Linked DNA regions of Mus musculus: region 1 is linked to region 2. The links are chromatin contacts, called in public promoter capture Hi-C maps. All regions are on one chromosome and are shown on one strand. The core of a region is the stretch at or near the end of the contact, and the rest is flanking DNA. Distances in the headings are between cores, read along the strand shown.

The links. Promoter capture Hi-C pulls out the DNA fragments that hold promoters and counts their contacts.
Region 1: a contact with region 2 is called in a promoter capture Hi-C map of liver. The contact joins the promoter of Peli3 here to the promoter of Rab1b in region 2. A contact is called at or near these places in 3 of 39 promoter capture datasets (the SN4741 cell line, liver and pre-B cells), 2 of 484 Hi-C or Micro-C datasets (both in embryonic stem cells), 2 of 115 datasets of contacts at active chromatin or transcription factors (bone marrow-derived macrophages and pancreatic cancer cells) and 2 of 9 other capture datasets (adipose tissue and liver).

What each region holds. Positions count from the first base shown.
Region 1 is chr19:4,938,106-4,944,495 of GRCm38.p6, forward strand. It overlaps Peli3 (pellino 3), which reads right to left and starts at 4,987. Exons shown (of 7, transcript NM_172835.3): 1 at 4,833-4,987; 2 at 3,655-3,807; 3 at 1-73. The coding sequence starts at 3,806.
Region 2 is chr19:5,104,661-5,111,321 of GRCm38.p6, forward strand. It overlaps Rab1b (RAB1B, member RAS oncogene family), which reads right to left and starts at 2,336. Exons shown (of 6, transcript NM_029576.3): 1 at 2,265-2,336; 2 at 518-590; 3 at 173-268; 4 at 1-76. The coding sequence starts at 2,278. It overlaps Klc2 (kinesin light chain 2), which reads right to left. Exons shown (of 16, transcript NM_008451.3): 9 at 6,478-6,577; 10 at 5,707-5,756; 11 at 5,537-5,604; 12 at 5,073-5,181; 13 at 4,833-4,982; 14 at 4,641-4,765; 15 at 4,443-4,500; 16 at 3,086-4,028. The coding sequence ends at 3,945.

The sequences.
Region 1 (6,390 bases), core at 3,737-6,236, 160 kb before region 2:
ATGTGGCCGGCGGCTCAGTGCCAGGCGGCTTCGGCGGCGGCCCTTGTCTCCACTTGCCAGACACCCATTGTAGCTGTGGATGTGGTGGTGAAGAGATGGTGGAAGGAGAGAAAGGAGAGAGTGAGCCCGTAAGAGACCCGAAGGAAACTGCCAACTTGGGGCAGACCCTACCTTGATGAACAAGGGCTAGAACCATCTAAACCTAGAAAATCCCCGAATGGCAAATGGCTAAATTGAGGGGTAGCAGGTGGGGGTCCCTCCTTTAAAGGGCCAAGTGTTCCCTGCATACCTCAGCTGTAACAGCAGGTGCTAGGGTGGCAAAGCTGATGCACCACGGCCATGCTCAGTGGAGGAAAGGACTGAGCCTCAGCTTCTCAGGGAACCCAGGCACCGCCTGCCATGACCCAGGCACAAGTCAAGCACACACAAGGCCCAGTGGGAGGAGGTGGGAATAACCCCAGAATCAGGATTCCGGGAGAGGAAACACCTATGTTGGGCCTTGAAGAACTGTAAAGACTTCATCTGCAGCAAAGGAGCTTTCATCATACGGCGTCCGAAAATGACCAAGAAGAAAACACCTTCTAATTCCTCCTCATTATCTCCACACGTGTCTAATTTCCACCTTTCTTTCCAGCTTTTATTCAGGGGGAATGACCATGAGAATCAAGGCTGAGGTGAGCCATTGCCTTGATTGCTGCTGGGGATGGCTGCCTCTTTTCCTGATCCTTCGTGTTTTTAATTACCTAATGGAATCTGCAGAATGTCCTGCCAGGCAAATGGCTTTCTTCCTACTTTATAAATTAGACAAGTGAAAGCCCAGGGAGGTAAAATGAGTTGTCTCAAGCTAAGAAGCAAAGACAATAACAGCAGCAGCAACAACAACAAAAGGCTGGACTGTGGTCACTGGACTGTAGTCACACTCACCTAGATTTGCCAAAAATTATTGGGTTTTGAGCCAAGGCCCTGAGGACTAAGATTTAGTGACTTGGGTGGTATAGTGATAAGAATAACAAGCTAAGAATGCTTTTCTCTAAGAAGTGGGGAGGCACAGAAAGCTTTGGAGAAGAATATCAGAAGTGGCTGAACCTAGGGCTGGGGGTGGAGCTCGGTGGGTAGAGTACTGGCCTAGCATGAGCAACACCCTGCGTTCCAATCCCAGCACCACAGACCGAAGTCTGCTGGCTCATGCCTGTAATCCCAGCACCACAGACTGCAGTCTGCTGGCTCATGCCTGCAGTCCCAGCACCACAGACTGCAGTCTGCTGGCTCATGCCTGCAGTCCCAGCACCACAGACTGCAGTCTGCTGGCTCATGCCTGCAGTCCCAGCACCACAGACTGCAGTCTGCTGGCTCATGCCTGCAGTCCCAGCACCACAGACTGCAGTCTGCTGGCTCATGCCTGCAGTCCCAGCACCACAGACTGCAGTCTGCTGGCTCATGCCTGCAGTCCCAGCACCACAGACTGCAGTCTGCTGGCTCATGCCTGCAGTCCCAGCACCACAGACTGCAGTCTGCTGGCTCATGCCTGCAGTCCCAGCACCACAGACTGCAGTCTGCTGGCTCATGCCTGCAGTCCCAGCACCACAGACTGCAGTCTGCTGGCTCATGCCTGCAGTCCCAGCACCACAGACTGCAGTCTGCTGGCTCATGCCTGCAGTCCCAGCACCACAGACTGCAGTCTGCTGGCTCATGCCTGTAACTTGGGAGGAATACAGATCAGGAGCTCAAGGTCATCTTCAGCTACATAGGGAGAGTGATGGAAGCCGGCCTGAGCTCTGTGAGACCCTGTCTCAAAAAGGGAGACAAGAAGATGCCAAATATAGGACCAATTAGAATTTCCTGGTGAGTTTGTTTAAATTCATATTCGCTAGACCCATCCAGAGATTCTGCCTCTCGAGGTGTGGGGTTCTTCTCTATATCTCCTATTTTCTTTTCTCTCATCTCTCTCCTTTATTCCCTCTCTCTTCTTTTTGTTGATTTTGGGGGCAACCATGGTTGCTCCCTCGTGAGTGCTGGGAGTCAGGTGTGTGCACTACGCCAGCCTCTGTGATTTCCATGTGTTCCCTCGTAGCACTGTGCACAGTGTGGCTTCCCTCCTCCTCTTAGGACAGAGAGCTGCCTTCACCCAGATAGAAATACAGCCCTTCCCTCTGTCAGGACGTGAAGCAGCTGCTTTTCAGATATACGCTCCTCCATGAGGAACATCTCATTTACCCTTGTGAGCACTTCTCACGTACCAGCAGTGGCAAGCCTAGAGGGAGACAGGCCAGGATACAGGCTGAGGGCTCACAGGAGCCTGGCACACATCCACTCTTCAACTCATCACACAACCTCTATAAAATGGAACTCATCTGTCAGAACCTACTTGGAATATTGATTTTGAGAACTAAACAAGATAAAGTGCTTTAAAATGCTTGATAGAGTTTGCTACTCTTATAGCAAGGTCTTGATATGAGTTGGCTATTGTGGGTATTTGAAAAAAGGCAAGGTGGCACATAAAAGTGACCAAGTGACAGCCAGTGCTACATAGTTAATCTTCACCATGATCTGACAGCGGATCAGCAGAGGGAGACACATCTGTGTCTGGGGGAAGGGTTTCATGGAAGATGCAGGTGTCCAGGCAGGCAAAGACCAGAGCAAGCCCCATCGATTTCTCTGTAATAACCTCCACTTTCTCGTCTGTAATGCGAGGAGGAGCTGCAGCTTAGTGTAGTGTGCTAGACCTACAATTAAGAAGATCTGGGTTCAAATCCCAACCCTCCCACTTATGAGCTGTGTGCTTTTGGACCAGTCACTTCCCCTCTCTGAGCCTCATTTACTTCACCTCCTTCCTCGCAGCATCTTTGTGAGGGTTGAGATGAAGTAATGTCCACAACTTCGTACTACCTGCCTCCCAGATGCTTGGTATGTGCTGAGTACCAGTCTATGTACTTTACAAAAATCTCTTCCACCTTTCTTTCTTTCAGGTAAGCTTTGGGAGGCTAGAATCAACCTTGTCTTCAAAATGAGGACACAAGCCGGGCGTGGTGGTGCACGCCTTTAATCCCAGCACTCGGGAGGCGGAGGCAGGCAGATTTCTGAGTTCGAGGCCAGCCTGGTCTACAAAGTGGACAGCCAGGGCTATACAGAGAAACCCTGTCTCGAAAAACCAAAAAAAAAAAAAAAAAAAAAAAAAAAAAAAAAAAAAGGACACAAAAGCACAGGAAAGTTTGACAACTTGCTGAAGTAGAATTGGAACCTTTTGTGCAGAATCAGAATTCTTTATCCCACACTTACACACAGTAGGTGCTTTACAGACTCTTTTTTTGCTATTCTTTTTCTTAGCTGATTACAAACTGTGGTGAGCAGCTTTAAGAATTGCCTCCGGCTGCTGGTTGTGGTGTATACCTCTAATCCCAGTACTTGGGAGGCAGAGACAGGTGGATCTCCGAGTTCAAGGCTACCCTGGTCTACTCATCAAGTTCCAGGCCAAGGCTATGAGAAACCCTGTCTCCAAAACAAAACAACAGAAATGGGTTTGATCACTTTTGCTCTTCTTCTGGGAAAGTGGCAAGAAGCAGAGAGTCCTGGGAGAGCAGCCGGTGCACACTGTTATCTTGGCTGACCTGAGGGACAGTTACCCAAGCACATCACTCCTGGACTAGGGAGGCTCACCCCAGAACGATGAGTTCACCATACTTGATGGGCTCCTCGCCTGCCAGTGCTTCTTCACCAGGACAAGACAGGATGCAAGAGCCCTGGCTCCCCGGGTGCTGGAGGTCTGAGGTCCGGGGGGATCCCACGTCAGGGTTTCCTTCCAGCACCATTCTGAGCACAGTGGGAGAAGAGAAAAGAACCTTGCAACTTCCCACCCCAGCTCCTCTCAGGCTCTGGCTAGACACAAGGCAAGAATGGTCCGTCAACACTTGTTATTATAACTACTTCCTTTCCCCCAAATGGTGAGGTTGCTGGGATACCAAGGAGGGAGACTGGTGAGACAAGACCAAGAAACAAATGGCAAAATCAGAGTCAGAGTGTTTGGTCGGTTAGAGCAATATACCAACTTTGGATGGAATGTGTTTGGCAGAGGGGCAGCCAGGACTTAAGAGACCTCTAGACTCAGACTTAATTCCTGGCTTAAGCTCTTAACCCCAAGACCTCAGTTAAGCTCTCTGTCAGGTTCTTGGGTGTCTGTCTTCATTCTAATCTTATTGCCCTTTTTGCAGCAGGTCTAGGCCTCTGTCAGTCTGTCTGTTCTCAATGACTCTCTGTCCTCCCAGCACGTCCTTTTCTGCCTGTTCTCGCCCCACTCCGGTCCCTACTTCTATCCTTCCTCTATCTGTCTGCCTTTGTCTTACCACCCACCTGACTCAGTCTCCCTATCTTAGCCTGGCAATGCAGGCAGGCCTCCAGATCCCTCCCTCCCTCAGGTGTCTGTCTGTGGTCCTCAGGCCGCTTAGGTCTCTGGAGGCCTGTGGGGGCGGCGCTCCCCAGTCGGGCACCTCCTGCAGCAGAGTCAGTCGCCCGCAGGCTGTTAACAGCCCCAACGTTGGAAGGTCTGCGCAGAGGCAGGCCTGCACCCCGTGCTCGGGAAGGGCACAATGACAGCATACGCAGATACACACCAGGCGGCCCCTCACAAATACGCGCGCGCACGCTGTCAGTCCCGCGGGCAGTGCCTAGACTGGCACAGCATACCCAAGAACTCCTACGGCAGAGACGCGCCTCCGCGCTAACAGCCACAGGCGCCAGCCCTCAGACCCGCTCTCTTAACCCCGCCACCCCCAGATACTCAAACACGCCCCCAACGCACGCCCAACACAGCCCCCCGCCCCCCACCTCGCCAGCCTCACCTGGCGGCGTTCTGGGGCTCTCTGTGTGCTGCTGGCCCCCACCCGCCTCACCTCTACTGCGCCCCGGGACTGCCGCGGCGGGATGGGCCCGGCCCGCGGCTGCTCGGTGCAGCCTCGTCACGGGGACACCCGAGGCCCGGAGGAGGGAGGGATGTGCACACAAACCTCCACGCCCCACCCCTTGCCCCACGCCCCGCCCCGGCTCCGCCCCTAGAGGCCCCACCTTACCCCGAGGCTCCGCCTCCTGCGGCTTAAGCCTGGCTGTAGTCTGGGAAGCCAAAGAGGTTGTCTACAAGACCCCTCTCTTATTCCAGGCTCCGGACACCTCACCCTCATTCTGGGGTCTTCTAGGTTCTCCCCGAGACCGGAGCCTCCTTTCACACAGTAATCTAGAGGCTCCTTTTCCCAACCTAAGACTAGCGACTGCCCACCCGCTGCTCCAAGACCCCGCCTCCTTTATGGGGAAATCTCGGAATTACAGAGAAGCCCAGAGCAAACAGAGGGAAGGAAACTACTAGAAGAGGCGGAGGAAGGTGCATCACCCGTGGAGGCTGAGGAAAGCCACTGCGGTTGTCTCGAGTGCAGATCTGTCTTTCAGTTCAGCGCGACCACTTTCTCTCTGTGCAACAATCAGTGAGCTCTGGCCTCCTTGGTGTCCAGAGACATGAATCACTGACCTCCCCTCCCAACAGCATGCTTCTATCCTTTGCAAAGCCTCAAAGGAAAGCCCACTTTGGGGTGCTCGGTCCCTCAGGGCCACAGGCTTTCTTCTGTCAGTACCAGGCTCTCTGGGTTGAATTTGGGCAAATTAAGTCCTGTAATCCTTGGAAGGCGGGTACGATAATTGTGGCCTGTCACCCCTGTCCCCGATGCCACAAAACAGATTTACAGAAATGGCTTGCTACAAAGGAACCAAGAGAGGATCTGGCCCATGGCTTCATACACCTTGATAAACACTTTACCACTTACCAACATCTCCAGCCCTTGAACGACTCATTATTTTTTTTATATTAAATCTATTTTCATGTATATGAGTATTTTGCTTCCGTGTATGGTTGTGCACCACTTGTATGCCTACCTGGTGCCAACAGAGGCCAGAAACTCGAATTCTCTGGGACTGGAGTTACAAACAGTTGTGAGCCACCATGCCAGTGCTAAGTATCAAACCCAGAGCTGGGCAGTGGTGGCGCAAGCCTTTAATCCCAGCACTTGGGAGGCAGAGGCAGGCGGATTTCTGAGTTCAAGGCCAGCCTGGTCTACAGAGTGAGTTACAGGACAGCCAGGACTATACAGAGAAACCCTGTCTAATAATAATAATAATAATAATAATAATAATAATAATAATAAAAACCCAGGCTCTCTGAAAGAGCAAGCAGCCATTGCACTTAGCCACTGAGCCATCTCTAGTCCCCTTACTTTGTTTGCTTGTTTGTTAGTTTTGAGAGTCTCACTGTATACCCCTGAATGGCCTGGAGCTCACCATGTACATCATCAGACTAGCCTCCAAAAAGCTGGAGTTAAAAGCAAGGGCCGCCAAACCTGATGAACTCCTGACTTT
Region 2 (6,661 bases), core at 1,086-3,585:
CCACAATGATGCCATGAGCCCCGCGATAGTAGCTGGAAGTGATGGTCCTGAACCGCTCCTGACCAGCTGTGTCCCACTACGAGTCAGGAGGAAAAGGGTAGGTCAGCCACGGGAGAACTCCCACCCCGAGGAAGCCACTTTTGCCTGAGGGCTGGAGAGGGGTCATACTCACAATCTGCAGTTTGATGGTTTTGCCGTCCAGCTCAATGGTTCGAATCTTGAAATCCACACCGATGGTGCTGATGTAGCTCTCTGTGTAAGTGTCATCCTGAAAGGTTGTGGCTGGTGAAACGGACTGAGCAGACAGGTCCCTGCCCTGCTGTGCTCCTCACTGTGCCAGGCGAGGTTCTAAGCTCCCCAACTTGCAAGGAAGGCCTGGGCCCTCGCTGTGGCGGCTCCAGCAGCCTCACTCTTGGTTCTTAGGACTTGCAACTACACTGAGTTCTGAGTTGCCCCTTCTTCCTCCCAGTGGCAGCCTGAACCCCAAGTGGATAATAGAGGGGTGCTTCTTACTCACAGCAAACCGCAGGAGCAGGCACGACTTGCCCACGCCGGAGTCACCAATCAAAAGCAGCTTAAACAGGTAGTCACTGGCGAGAGAAGATGGGAAGGTATGAAGGCAAGCAGGAAGTCCTCCCCTGTCCCTTCCTGCACTAAGCACAGCAGGACTGTAAGGCATACTTCTGCTTGGTCTACTACGGTGCTCACTAGAGCCTTCTACTGTTCTGAAAAAGGGACAAAAGTAAGTAAAAAAAATTGACCCTTATTAGCCCCCAATAAGCTAGCACAGTTTGCTAAGAGATATGTGGTATCATTTGGTAAAAACTAAGAAAATCACATTAGGCCATACAGTATGCCAGTCTAGGACCCAAAAGGGAAACCTGACCCATAAAGTCAAAATAAATATGAAGCTGGAATGGGAGGTGATGAGTGAGTGTGTGAGTGTGTGTATGTGTGTGTGTGTCTGTGTGTGGTGAGGGGAGGACGGTGCTTGCCTCTTGGCAGAGGCAGACAGAATTCTGAGTCCTAGGCCAACCTGGTCTACAGAGTGAGTTTCAGGACAGCCAGGGCTGCAGAGAAACCCTGTCTGAAAAATCCAAAACAAAAAACAAATGTGAAAGAGCCTGAGATGAAGTCACACTAACAGGAGGCAGTCAACAAGTGGCCATGGAAGCAGCCGTCAATACTAAACTGGAACTGACCCTGTGTGAAGCACTTGAAATCACCCTTTACTAAACCCTCACAACAGTGCACACAAGTGGGTGAGTGTTATTTCCAACCACTGAGGAAGCCAGAGGTCACAGAAGGGAGGTGACTTGCCCTAAGCAGTTGAAAACTGTGAGACTGGAAACCAGGCCTGTCAGATTCCAAGCTCTTTGACAGCCAGCCGGTAGCTTCCCCCTCCTAAGCCCACTTCTGAGTTCGAGCCTCCTCAAGGAAATCTGAGGCCTCGAGTTGGGGAAGAAAAAGGAAGTGGAGACAGGGAAGAAGATAACGTGGGTGCAAAACTGCATGCCGGCCATCTACTCCAAAGGGTTTGGGCTTGAGGAATAAAAATTCTACTCCAAGGGAGCAAGCAAACTCCACATTCACCTAAAGTTCTTTGGCAGTGTGACAGGAAGCCAGCTGACAGTGGCACTGAAGGCCCGAGCAAAGGTGAGAGGACAGAAAAGAACAGACCGCCGGGAGCACCATGACAGCACGACCCAAGCAGGGCAAATGGTAGCCTCGGAGGAAAGGATCTGCAGGGGATGTGAATCAAACAGGGACTTGGGGGTCCCCTCTTGTCTTGTTAGCTTCTAGGCCAGCCCTGGGACCGAGGCTCCAGAAGAAAGGCAAAGGCAGAGAGGTTCACAGCCCAACTCAAAGTACTCGACTGTGGAGATCAGAAACTCTAGCGATGGGCTCCAAACCGCCTGCCCTTGGTCAAGCTGTAGGTGGGAAAATTGAAGCTCAGGGAGACCAAATCTGCACGGTCACCTAACCAAAAAGGCCTGTGAGGGCTGGTGCTGCGGGCTCCAAGTGCTGCCCATTCAGGCTGCAGCCTCCGGGCCTCGGGCTGCAGAACTCGGGGTGTTGAGTCGGGGTCCTGGGGATCCCGGGGGGAGGGGCAGGACCCGGATGTAAGGGGGGGGTCAGCGGAAGAGGGACCCGGATGTGGGGGCGCCGCGCAGTTCTGACCAAGGCCAGACAACTTCGGCAAGCATATAGCCCCATAGACAGGATCGAGGCTGCGCCGCACGGCGCGGGCGGGGCTCACTCACTATTCGGGGTTCATGGCGGCAGCGGTGGCCCGCTCGGTCGCTCCCAGTCGGCTCTGCTCCGCCTCCCGTTCCAAGATGGTTGCCACTCCGCCCTAGAGGCCCCGCCCGCGCCGCGCAGGCGCAAATCCTTCCGACTCGGGTTGCGCCGCGCTGCCTTGCGGAACCTGTAGTTTCCATGGATATTCGACTTGCCACTGCTGCGCAGGCGCAACTCAGGGAACAGAGCGGCCGTGCACTCTCCAGAAGCCACCCGCGAACGGCCTTCTGGGGTCTGTAGTCTTCCCAATCACTGAACCGACCCAGCTACAAAAAAATCTTCGTTGGGCTACCTAATCTGCAAGTTTGGATCTTGTTTAGTACCGGGGTAGGTAGGTATACTTCGCCTCTGAGGTGGGCAGCCACTTTTACCCTCTCGGTTCGCAGATTGAAACTAAAAGGTGTAGCGTATTTAGGACCAGAAAATTTTGACTTATTCAGTGTTCTTCGTGGAATGGACACTGCAGCCTTAGTACCAGGATTATATGATCACTAGTATTACATATATGAAAAACCATCTCAGGAAGCTCAGTCCAAGAACGTATTAAGAAGTCATAACAGGCAGAATTGTCTAGAACCCCATAAGGGCATGTGTTAGGTGCAACCCCAAAATCTGTAGCATCCCCCCCAAACAGTTCAGGATAATGGCAGAGTATTAGTTCCAGCCTCGAGGGCAGGGAATGATATGCGTGTGTATCCTGTATCCCTCACTCCCGCAGCCTCTCCCGATTCCACCCGACTCAAGGGATGCTCAGGGGCTCTGGGACTCCTCAAAACAAGCCCGGTTCAGATTCAAATCGTCTTTATTTCTACAGCAACATCTGAAAATAGAGAGTGACTGCCTTACCCAACAAATGGGGTAGCCCCTCCTACTGTGTGGGAGGAAGGGGGACATCAGAAGCTGAGGCAAGGATGGCGTGGCAGGATGGCTCAATGGGCTGTGCCCAGGGTGGGGTCAGGCCATGCCTGGGAGGGGCTGGGGTGGGGGCGGGGTGGGGGAGGACAGTGCATTAAGTCCCCGGAAGCAGCACAGGGCCCTGTGGTGTGAGGGTCTGGGCATTTGCAAGATGGAGTGGAACGAATCCCTCCAAGACCAGGCGAAGAGGTCTAGGGACCCCTTTTGGGAGGCTCTGGTCCCAGAACTTGAAGCTTGGGAGATACCACCACTGGGAACGGGGTGATTTAAGGCCTGGGCGGTACCACTGGATAAGAGAGAGGCAGGTGGTGGCCCGGGAATACCGTGGACTGAGAGGAGGGCTGAGAGGATGACACACGGCCAATAACTTATTTCTCTATATACAGAAGCAACGGCCGGGAGTGGAGGGCAAAGGTGCTGAGGGGACAGCAAGTACTTAGTGTTCTTGGCTTTGGGGCTGGGTAGACAGGCCACCACTCCCACAGGCCCTGAACTCAGGGAAGAAAGGCCCCCTGCTGGAAGAATAAATAAGGAGCAGAGCTGGAGCCGGCAGGACCGTCCTCCAGGGCCATGGCTGAGATGACAAGGGAGGAAGTTACCCTGAGATTGAACAGAAAAGACAGGGGTCCTTGGGAGGGGCAGGCAGGACAAGCAGCAGGCCCATGCGCAGGGCTGGGGGAAGGGACCATGTCGGATGGAGGCTCTGGTGACTGGCTGCCCCTTCAGCTTTAGCCCACCAGGGAGCTTCTTCGAGAGAGGTCCATGGAGCTGGAGCTCAAAGTGCGGCTGTCAGAAAGACCCGTGCCTCCAGGCTGTGGGCAGAGGATGCAGCTTAGTCCTAAACTGTTGGGAGTGAAGGGGGACGTGGGGGGTGGGGGGACGACACACACGCAGCATTCCAGAAGAGGAAGGGATGATAAAAGGGCCAAACTAGGTGCCCTGTGCAAATACAGCCAGTCTAAGACTGGCCAAAGTTAAAGTTTAGCTCACAACCAGGACCTGAGAGCTTCAAGTGGGAACTGGTTGACTGGATCTCTGCCCCAAGGCAAGAGTTTTCCCTTTATCTGACCTCTCCCTCCACTTGTTTCTACCAATCTCCGCCTGAAACCAGAGCAGTGGTTGGCTAAAGACTCACCAGGGGAAGTTGGGTGGGGCCATACACAGTAAAAACAGGGCCCAGAGGCCTGGGTCTAGGCTGCCTAGTACCAGGTGCCCTCCATTCTTACCTGGACTGGCTCTTCCACACTCTTGTTAAGGAAGTTAAGAGAGCTGGCCCTCTTCATCCTGAGAAAAAGGAGGGCCAGGATTTGTTAATATTAGGTGAGATAATAAAGGGATACCAGGTTGGGTCTGGGATGGAGGGCATGATAAAGCAGATCTGGTGACAGTGTTTTCCGAGAGGGATGGGAGGGTCAGCAGCTCACCTAGAGTTAGGGGGCTCCTGTGGGCCCCCTCCCTGCAGCTTCCTCACCAGCATCTCACTGCTGCGTCTCAGAGCATCCCGGAGCTTCCCAAAGGAGCCACTGCGCCGCAGAGAGCCGCTGCCGTCCTGTGGGAAGAACAGTCTCTAGGCCCTGCTTTGTAGTCTTACAGCCCTCCTCAGCCTCCACACTCACCCCACTCCACTCAGCTGCAGGCCCTGACTCCTCCAGGTCCGACTCAGATTGAGGCCCAGCCACATCTCTGCTGCCACGGCGGTGTCCTCGTCCACCACTGCCATCTTTTAACAGTTCTACCACCTTGGTCTGGCTGGCAGGATCCAGGCCCTGAAGGGGGCAGGAAGCATCAGACCTGACTAAAGCACACATGGAGCCTCATAGGTCTCTACTTATCCTCCTCCACCATGAAAGCCCTACCTGTTTGCGGCTGCGGCTGGCACAGTCTTCCAGTGTGTGTGCGGCTTCCAGCTTGCCCTGGCGCCGGTACAGGGCGCCCAAGCTTCGCAGAGTGGTGTTGACTGTGGGACTGTGGACAGATATCACATGGGGGTCTAATATCGAGCAAACAGGCCACGCAGAATCTGCCTTTCCCCACCTGCCTAAGCCTGTGGTAAACCCACTGGTCTCTCCCATTCTGAAAGACCTGGCCTAGCCCTAGATTTCTAGGATGCTGCCACCAGGATCAGAAGCTGGGGACCCAGCAGTGAGTGGGCCAAACTGTCACGGGGCAGATAGTGTTTTGGGTCAGGGCCTTGAGAGGTGAGCTAGCATGAGAGAGGCGTCACAGGAGTGAGGATAGTCTGAGGCCTGGGTCTCCCTCACCAAGGATGCTACTTCCCTGGTACTCATTCTCCTCCTGCCCCAGGCCCATCAGCCCTCACCTGTCAACTTTACAGGCTTTGTACCAGCTGCCATACTCCCCATAGGGGGCGCTGTCCCGGCGCTTATCCTGAGGGAGAGACCAGTCAGTTGAGAGCCGGGAGTAAGCCAGGCTCCTTCCATCCCAGCCTCAGAGCCGCCCTACACCTGCCAGCTGCCCACAGCTGCCCACCTTGCTCTCCTCGCGCTCCTCTGCGTGCATCCAGATGGGCTTGTTCTCTCCTAGAAGGGAAGGACTGTCACCTGCCTGCCACACAGATCTCTCCAATCGGGCTGCACATGGGAGTAATGTCAGGGCTATGTAGGAATGACCCAAACTGGGCTTTGTTGAATAGAAGAACAAGAGGCAAACCCAGAACATCACTGGCCATCCTCTGGACCCAGATGAACCAGCCACATGGAACAGGAGTAATGGGGAAGGCCCTTATACACCTTGGACTAGAGACTGGTGATGGGCCTGAATGATGGGCCAGGGTGAGGAATGGGGATCAGGAAATGGCCAGAAGGTTGTTCCGGGGAAGAAAAGACACTCGGGCCAGCCCTCAAAGTGAATGGAAATTGTCATGTAGAGAAAGAGGAGACTGGGTGTACTGATAGACGCCTTTAATCCCAGTACTCAGAGGCAGAGGCAGGCAGATCTCTGTGAGTTTGAGGCCAGCCTGGTCTACATAGTAAGTTCCAGGACAGCCAGGGCTACATAGTCAGACCTTGTCTCAGAGAGAGACAGAGATAGAGACAGAGAGCAAAAGACTGACTGAGCAGGGGGTTTGTCAATTTGTCTGGCCAGGGCATTGAATTGGGTGGATGGGTTCCTGAAGGTGTGTCTGGGCTTCTGCCAAACTCTAGGCAAGATGGCTTGCAAGGCCAAGTACTGCCCTGGGTACTCCTGGCTGAGTAAGCATGTGTTAAATGAACTGGAGGTACATAGCAACTATGGACTCACCATTGACTGAGCCAAACTCCTTCTCGTGCGCACGGGTAAGGATCTCCTTGTACAGGGTCTCTGCATCCTGGTACTTGCCCTGTTTCAGGTAGCAGGAAGCCTGGATGGCAGAGACAGTGGGTAAGCAGCCTGCAGGGAGCTTAGTTTTCTTTCTCCTTCCTCCTGGACATCAGCCCTCTCCCTC